Regions from separate parts of the Sus scrofa genome. Here region 2 is linked to region 1. A link is a contact called in public promoter capture Hi-C data. All regions are on one chromosome and are shown on one strand. Each heading gives the region's core, a stretch centred on a gene start, on an enhancer-like site or on the middle of the called end of the contact. The rest is flanking DNA. Distances are from core to core; before and after follow the strand shown. Region 1 has its middle 21 kb from the start of FMO3. Region 2 holds the start of FMO4 (dimethylaniline monooxygenase [N-oxide-forming] 4).

The links. Promoter capture Hi-C pulls out the DNA fragments that hold promoters and counts their contacts.
Region 2: a contact with region 1 is called in a promoter capture Hi-C map of liver, with 2.8 times the contacts expected there. The contact joins the promoter of FMO4 here to the enhancer-like site in region 1. A contact is called at or near these places in 3 of 5 promoter capture datasets (fetal skeletal muscle, liver and skeletal muscle), 18 of 47 Hi-C or Micro-C datasets (alveolar macrophages, brain, embryonic fibroblasts and 11 more) and 2 of 2 datasets of contacts at active chromatin or transcription factors (alveolar macrophages and skeletal muscle).

The regions. Positions count from the first base shown.
Region 1 is chr9:63,734,323-63,738,892 of Sscrofa11.1, reverse strand. No RefSeq gene overlaps it. Among named protein-coding and RNA genes, the nearest start is that of FMO3, 21 kb to the left of the region's middle. Within about 2 kb of position 2,187, at least 4 of the 83 cell types and tissues checked have an H3K27ac peak or open chromatin away from gene starts, as enhancers often do. A contact at or near this core is called in liver, where this site is marked.
Region 2 is chr9:63,907,426-63,912,006 of Sscrofa11.1, reverse strand. FMO4 (dimethylaniline monooxygenase [N-oxide-forming] 4) reads right to left here and starts at 3,161. Exons shown (of 10, transcript XR_002335778.1): 1 at 3,021-3,161; 2 at 2,813-2,912.

The DNA of each region.
Region 1 (4,570 bases), core at 938-3,437:
AAAATGAGCTATTGCACACAAAGGCTTTGAACATGGAAAAAGGCACTAGGCATGGTGCAGTGGTGTTAACTTCAGCAATCTGTGTAAGGAGTTTTGAGATCTCTCCATGACTAGGTGTAGAAAGGTCATCTAGACACTACTTCTGGGTTTTTAAAAGCTTTCCTTACAAGGATGTTGCCTTAAATATAAACACAGAATCTGTACATATTGAAGTGAAATGAATATATGGGAATAACTTTTGGAATAAAAAGCAAAGTCAATTAAAAAAATTAATATGTGAGAGATATTGAGATTGACTTTAGAAAACAGTGCCAGATTTTTCATGTTAGTGATACATAGATCTGCAATAATTCATGGTGACTCTTTACTAAGGGATACTTTTTCTCAGTTGAGAAGATAAATTTTTGCACTACCAAAATGTATGTGATTGATAAAATATCACATATGTAATCTAAAAACTCCTTCAAGTTTGCAGCTAAGCTTCTTTTCTGATTTTTTTTTCATTTCTAACATAATAACTGAGTTAAATTATTTCATGTTTATGTCTTTAAGCCAATGGCTATACTGGAGATAAGAAGTGATTCATGTTATCACCTCTGAGAAAATTGAGTGCAAGGAGATATTATATTTAAGAATGGAACAATGGTTAAATAAATTTAAGAAAAAGCAAGGAGTGGGGAAATAGCTGAAAAGGAAGGAGAGGATGAGAGGGATGGGTCAGGGTCACCTGGAATCTTTGTCCAAATCTCACACAATTGGTATGTGGTCTAATAGGCTTAAACATTGGAGCTAAATATAGTTCCAGGGCAGCTGTCCTGTAGATATTTATTTCAAGTGTGTATTGTGTGCATATACAAGCATTGTTCAACTTCCTGAGTTTGGGTTTTCAAATTTGACTTGTAACTTTTATAAGACCTTCTGATATCCTCTCAAGAAAGAAGAAACATGCCTATTTTAATAGAGCTTGATGAACACAATATTTTGTTTTGCTTTTATGCTTGACTGCAGATTAGAAATAATCTTGCTAACTCCTTTTTCCCTCTCTCCTGTCACCATTGATACTGCCTTCTTTCAATAGAAATAGAATACATGAGTTTTGGAATCAAATACCGAATAGAAAGTTAAGAAAGGGAATAGAAACAAATATTCATGGGTCAGAAACATGGATTTGAGTGGCTTCCTGGATGATGGTTTCTATTTTTATTTTAATTCAGGCAGTGAAGTCCTCTATGGAGAATGATCAGGCAATGGATAGAAGAGCAGATCTCAGGAGATTTTAAAATGTAGGAAATAGCTGTAAGGCTTGCCTGGGGCACCAGGGTCTAATTGAGGTGGAGGAACATGAATTTCTAACAGAATATAACTTGTTCATGTGCAGTAGCACCATTCTGTGTGCATTTGTGTGATTTTTATTTAGGAACAATGTTAGTTTAGAAGCAGAGGAGGGATGACCATCAGATGAACTGATCAGTGGTTTGTGTTTCAGTGGAAGAAGGGTGATAGAATTCTGGCTTTTGTTAGGAGGGTGGCTAAAGTAACAGATAAGAGTCCTAGGCCACACAGAGAAGAAAATGAAGATGTGAGAGGATGGGCTTAACAACCTTACTGTCCTATTAAAGTAGAATACCAGGGGTAGTAGGGGTAAAATTATGGGCTGAATTTTGCCATCTCCCATTCCTTTGTTGAAGTCCTAACTCCCAGTCCTCAGACTGTGATTATATTTGGATGCAGGATCTTTAAAGAAGTAATTAAAGTTAAATGGAGTCATTGGGATAGGCCCTAATCCAATATGACTGATGTCCTTATAAGAAGAGGAGACAAGGTACAGAAATAAGTAGTAAAAAAGATCATGTGAAGACACAGAGAGAAAACAGAAAATGGTTAACTTTAGGTGTCAACTTGCCTGGATTAAGTAATGCTGGTAAAACATGATTCCTGGGTATATCTGTAAGAGTGTTTTTAGAAGAGATTTGTGTTAAATCAGTAGAGTTGAGTAAAAAACATCTGTGGTCACTAATGCTGGTAGGCATCATTCAATCCATTGAGGGCCTGAATAGAACAAAAATTTGGAGGAAGAGTGAAGTCACTTTCTGTCTTTTTGAGCTGGGACCTTCAATCCTCCCTCCAACATTGAAGTACTTTGGACTCAGCAGAATTATCCCAGCACCTGTCCTGGTCCTCCAGCTTGCAGACAGCAGATAGTGGAACTTCTTGGCTTTTATAATCATGTGAATCAATTCCTACAGTAAACCTCATGTTGAAAGATCTACAAATTTCTCATTGGTTCTGTTTCTCTGGAGAACCCTGACTGATCCAACAGTGAGAGGCCTCAGAAGAAATCAAACTTGCCAATACCTTCATCTAGTACTGCAGCCCCCAGAAGTGTGAAAAAATACATTTCTGTTAAGCCACCCAGTTAATGGTACTTTGTTATCGTAGCCCTAACAAATGAATACAGGAGGTGTCGGTGTTCTGGAAAGATAAGAGATTAAGGTCCAAAGCAGGATTGCTTGTGTTTATATGAGTGGTGTAATTCCTGGTGATGACGAAGTCCAGGGTGTTGCTGTGGGAGTGGGGGCCAAAGTGGCAAGGAGGTTAAGGTCACTGAATGCAGAAAGCATATCTGTGGTAGTGAACCTGAGCCTCTTGCCCATATTTATAAACCCAGAAAAGTGCATGGGGGCTGTTTAGACTCCAGAGTCCCTGGCCCAGCATGTAGTGGGGACAGTAGAGCATAAAGCGCAAAGCACCTTAGGCAGCCCTATGTAATTTCTTAGAGCTGACGTTTAGCACAAGGAACTGATTGTTTCTTGGAACAATCTCCAGTATAGTAGGTGACATTCATTATTGTATATATACCAAGAACTGTACCAAGTGCTTTATAATAGTTTTCTCATTTAGTCCTCATAATAAATTTAGGACAAGGATTCTATTTGTGTTCCCCCATTTCACATATGTGGGAATTAAGTCTTGCACTAGGCAAGTTGCCTTCCCCAATTTACACCAACTGGGTCACAGAGTGAGGAGTCAATTTCTGTCTCACTAGATCCAAATCTTCTGCCTTTAAACATTATAGCATTTCCTCATAATTTATCTCCTTGGAGTTGAAATAACATAAATTTTGGACTAATCTTTATCACTTTGTATCTTTTACCCTTATATACAATTTTAGACCTGTGGAGTCTATGTCTAAGATACACACTGACTCCATCCATATCTTTGTTTTACCTGGTACCACGTAGTTCACATTACTGTCAAAACTACCATATATATAGACTAGAGGGAAACCTGCAGGCCATGGAAAGCTGGGCAAGCACTGCCTTGACAGGGTTCAGAGTATCTTAAAAGGGGGAACTGGGAAAGGTACTTACACATTTTAGGGCTAGAGTTATCAAAGGGAGGCTTTCAGGCAAAAGGAAGAAAGCAAATTCTTGGTCAGAATTTGTGAACCAGGCAGGAGACACTTATCTTGGGAAAGCAGTTATGAGTCTGTGCAGTTACTGATAGGTCTGCTGTCTTTTCCCGGAGTACATGGGTCTGAATGAGCTGGTAACCATTTGAACTTGGTTTGTGATACACACCATAGTTTGGTATGCTTTATCTATCTCATGAGTCACATTACAGTTCACCACCACTTCTTTCTTGGTCTTGTGCAACAGCCTCTTTAATTTCCCTGCTTCTACACTTTCTCACTTCCAACCCTTTCTTGACAAAGAAGCCAAAGCAATCTTTTTTTGAATCTCAGATTGGATGTCATTTTCCTGCCTAAAACTCTTCAGTGTCTTCTCATTGAACTTGATATAAAGCCCCAAATTCTTAGCAGAGTCTTCAGCCCTCAATAATTCTGGTATTATTCTATGCCACTCCCCTGCCTTGCACATACTGTGCTCCATCAACCCTAGATGTCTTTGTTTCTTAAACACACCAACTCATTGCTGCTTCCATTCTTCACACATGTTGTTCCATCTGCCCGAATGATCGATCTCTAGCTCTTCCCCTACTGCATATAACCCCCACATCTCAGTTTAAAAAGTTACTCAAATCCACCTTCTATATTAGGTCTCTTTAGGACCCGATCTCAGTGCAGATTGCATTTTCTTTCACAGCATATATAAATTTTATAATTGTACACTTATTTATATGCTTGTTCAATGCTGCCTCCCCACTAGATAGTTAACTCCATGAACTTAATATTGCATCCCCAGTACTACTTGATGGTCAGCCCTTGATAAATATTAACCTAGTGACAAAGGAAAAAATTTCAAGGAGTGTACCTGGGCTTGGTTTTTGGAGAGAAGCTGGGTGTTTTTTTGATGCCACAGGCTTACCTTTTCTCTATTCATCGAAGGTGAGCTCAGTCTATGACCAGCTCTTAATTGGGAAAGATTATAAACCTAAAGTTTAAAATTTTATCTTATATAGGGATTTATCCCATACAATGAATAAAACTGTGAAGGTAACAGTTGTAAAAGGGTTTTGATAATCAAGATCTCTGTACGAATCTAAGGTACCGGAAGCATAAAGTATGAGGCCTCATAAGGTTGGAAGCAACAGAGATTAACAATCAAGA
Region 2 (4,581 bases), core at 1,912-4,411, 170 kb before region 1:
AAGAACGTATTTATTGAGCCCTGAGCTCTCGGAAGTGGGAAAACATACAGCGTCAATATGACTTAAGACTGCTCTGCTAATAAGAGGCTGAGTTGGGAGAGACTCTGGATCTCTGAGTCTGAGCCTGGAAGTGCACATCTCATTAGTCTGAGAACTGGAAATATCCTATGATTCCTACTACCAAGCCTCTTCCCTCACCAGCACTCAAGGTTTGCTGCTACACCTTTTGGATGGGTTTGGGAGAGTTTGTCCTATGGCTTTGCAGCTTGCCTCCCAGTCGGATCAGAACCTCCAGGCACAGAAACAAAGTGGGAGTTACTGACTTTCCAGAAGACAGAGGAAGACTTCTGATCTCTCAGACCCCTTGGACTCGCCTTGTTCCAGAGTAAGATCCAAGTACTTGCAACAAATATTGGAGGGATTTCTCAGGGCTGCTGTTTCCAAATATTATGTGTCATCCTGCCCTTTGTAAGGGTGAGACTTTCATGCCTGGCTTCGTTATTTATAGCAAAATTTTCACTTTTTCCCCCAAAACTTTATTTAAGGAGTCTCTTTTGACTTGGGAGAGTCAGGCAGGCTGCAATAATAATGGACTTTGGAGGCAGTAGAACTGGGTTTGAACTCTCTGCAATTGACTAGCCATATGACCCCAAACAACTCCACTTACACATCTTAAGATTTACCACTTGCAAGATAAAGAAAAGTAGCTATATTAAGGGATTGTTTGATTTTTACATAAAATGATATTAATTACACAAAACTGCCAAGCACCAAATATTTACTCAGCATTCATTTTCCACCTCCCTGACTCCCTCCTTTCCTTTCTTCTCCCTGGAAAAGATAACTCACACAGGTAAAAATTTATCAACAAGTTTGGAAACTAGCAGGTAATCATACCTGCTTCCTTTGGATTGAGAAATTAAAAGTTAAGATAACTTTTAATCTGAAATAAATGGCCTCCATGAATAAGAACAATTAAATTTCCAGGGCACTAGGTGGAGGTCTAGAATTGGCAGATCTTGGGTGTGCTCTATTTTTGCAATGATAAGAAGAAAGAAGTAGTTGTTAATTGAACTGAAATTGAAAATGTGCTGCAGTGAATAGACTGGAAGTAAATTAATCCATTCAACAGATACACCCTGTGTTGCTCTAGGGGCAGGTACTGAGCCAAATGTGGGGGCCCCAAAGATGATTAAGAACAAATGCTAAATAATAGAAATAAAAATAGAGCCAGTGACTGTCCTCAAGAAGATGCCTCCATATGGAGAGAGGCTGACACACATGTGGTATGTTCTATAATAGCATCATGCTTTGGGTACAAATGCTTGCAAACACTCTTGGGCTGCTTAGCTATGCCTAGAGACCTAGTCAGATACAGAGTGGGCTGTTTTTCCTGGGCAAAAACACCCTGTCCTTTACAGACTCACTTAGAGACTGTCTAAATGCCGAATAATGGTATTCCAAATCGATGTGAATTGAAAGACGGGAGAATACGTAACGGAGCTAGTGCCCTGTGGAGCTCCTAGCACATAAGTCTTTCTGTGTCCTCCATTTCTTGTTTTTAGGGAATAAGCTTCAGCCTCCATGACCTTTCCTGAGTTCCAAAGGGCAGCTGCTAATCAGGGAACTGAGGGGACTGAGAGACCAAGGATGAGCAGTCAAGAGACAACAGTGCAGCCTTGAGGCAGGGTCCTGGTTCCTTCTCAAGGAATATACATAACAACATCTTTGAGCCTTTCTGTAGAACTAAAACCCCCAACATATAGAAGAACTACTTGATGAAGCATTCTTCATTTCTGGAAGAAGGAGGACCATAAGAACCAGTCCTGGGGCCACTTAAACACCAGCTTTGAAAGAAAATGCAAGCTTGCCTCTACTCTGATTTGGGGAGTGGCCCTATATTCCACTCCCCAAATGATAAAACCACCTCCTAATCTTTTCCAAGGGGGCCACAGTCTTTAAGGCATCAGCATGCTGTGGCTGATTTTGCCTGGCAATAAATAAAGCCATCTTTTTCTCCTTCAAGCAAAACTCCGTCTCTGCATTTCTATTAGGCAACTGTTGAGTTTGACTTTCAGCAACAAATACTGCAGGCTTGAAGGGCCAGGGGGGTGTAAGATGTGTTAAGCCCCTTGTAAACAATAAAGTGTGCTATAAAGTGTGCATAAGTTCCATTGTAGGTCAAAGGTTGCTGATATTTGCTTCCTTAATAGAAAGGAGTCCTAAGCTACTGAATTGGACTTTTGGACAACATCAAAACCCATCCCATGCCTGACAGACTATAAATTCCTACATTTTGTCATGCCTGACAAAATGTAGGAATTGTTTTTGAGACATGGAGAGACTTGGGTGATTAGGCTATTATGTAACTAGTTATGATTTATATGACAGAAATTTGATCTATTCATATTTATTATCATTCTACCAGTGTTCTTCCTTTGCTACAGTATGTCCTGCCATAACACTCGTGGAGTATTTTGTGTTTCCCAATGCCTGGCAATGCCATCTCATCCATAAAGTGAAATCAGAAGTGAGCCTGGAATGACAGAAAGTCCCACAGTTCTGTTATTCTCACCCACACCTCCTTTCTGGGTGTTTTCACCCTACAACATAACTTTGTTTCCTTACAATTCCTTTGCTTCCGGTTTTCTCCATAATTCTCTGCTTTAACCTTAATCAGGAGGCTCCTGAAGAAGAGGATCACAATAATTTTTAAGGAATGCACTCTCCAAGGAGAATATTCATCCTCTGTGAAAGCAGCTCCTGGAAAAATACCCCCATTAAAAAAAAAAAAAAAATCCAGGACACTTACCTTGTTGGCATAGAGTAGATATTCTGACAAATTATTTCTCAAAACCAATACCAAAGGTAGTGTTTGTCTTGAAAAACAATTGAAACTCCAACTCTTTGTTCTGGAAGGAAAATAAAAGAACGCCAACTATCACAAAATTGCTCTCGGTTTAAAACAAAAACCCATTCGTCTTTCCTGTCCTGCTGGTGATAGCAGAAAGTATACTCACAGAGCAAAACAAAACAGAAAAAGTTGTGTGGGACACGGCTAGATACTTCCGTGATCTCGAGGGAGGGCTAAATGACGAGTTAGAATAATGCTTTCGGATTCGAAGGCCACAAGCGACTTCTGACCCTTTTCCCCCACCCTCCGAAACGTCACAGTTCCGGCAAAGCCCTAAAGGGGAGCATAGGTTAAGTGGCCGCTCTTCTCCTCGTAGCCGTTAGAGGGCGCCAAGTCACCCCCAAACCACAGCCCCCAGGGAGAGGGGCAGTGTACTTTCTAAATTCTGACTCTTTTATTAGTCCCTTCAGTGGTCATAGGAGCGGGCCATGGGAGAAAGTCATTTGTCATGTCAGCAGTTCTTCCAAGTCTAGAGTTCCCGCACCCCAGAAGTGTGATTTCAAAATTGAGAATTTATAAGGGATTTAAGCAGTTTCGTCTTTTCAGAAAAGGTCAGCAGAGGGAGCTGGTAAAACATGTTTGAGAAAACATGAAACTAGTTTTAGATATTAACCCAGGGCACACGAAAAGGAATAATTACAGAAGCACTGGCAGTAATAGAATAGTAAGTACACAGCATCTTTTTCTCCACTGAGTGCTTGGAAGCCAGCATAAAGGACCATCTTCAGCTCATTGAACAATCATAGATGCAAATGCCCACAAGGGTCGGAGAAGAGGGCCTGATCAGATCTGACTGGAAAGCACCTGCCCACCCCCATGTATTAGGTTTAGCTAAATAGTGCTATTTGAGAGCATAAGCCCACTATTGCAAGGTTTTAAGCTCCTTTCAATAGAGACTGAAAATTCAGATTTTTATATAAAGTCTGCTGTTGGCAACATATTTTTTCTTTTGAGAAATATTAAGTCCACAGAGAAGTTGTAAGAGTTATTTTATTAATGAACACTAATGTATTCCTCACCCATTTCATCAACTAGCAACCTCTTGACACACTGACATTTTCTTTCTCTCTCTCCACCCATGTTTACACACATATGCATCTGTAGACACACATCTAAAAGTAGTCTTCAGATGGCAAGTTGCCATCCGGATATTTTAGCACATTATCTTGCAAGAAGAATGGCATTCTTCCACACAACCATATTTCAATTATGGTATATAAGAAAATCAGTATAAATTCAATAACTTACGTAACATACAGGTCATTTTCAGTTGTCCCCCAAATATTTTTATTTATTTATTTATTTATTTTTGTCTTTTTGCTATTTCTTGGGCCGCTCACGCGGCATATGGAGGTTCCCAGGCTAGGGGTCGAATCGGAGCTGTAGCCGCCAGCCTATGCCAGAGCCACAGCAACGCTGGATTCGAGCTGCGTCTGCAACCTACACCACAGCTCACGCCGGATCGTTAACCCACTGAGCAAGGGCAGGGACCGAACCCGCAACCTCATGGTTCCTAGTCGGATTCATTAACCACTGAGACACCACGGGAACTCCAATATTCTTACTGAGTGGTGTGCTAGAGCTGGCTTGTGCAGTGAGAATGTGCATCTCCTCCAACTCCAAGTTCAGTGGTAGGTTGCAATTACACACAGTAATGCTTGACACAA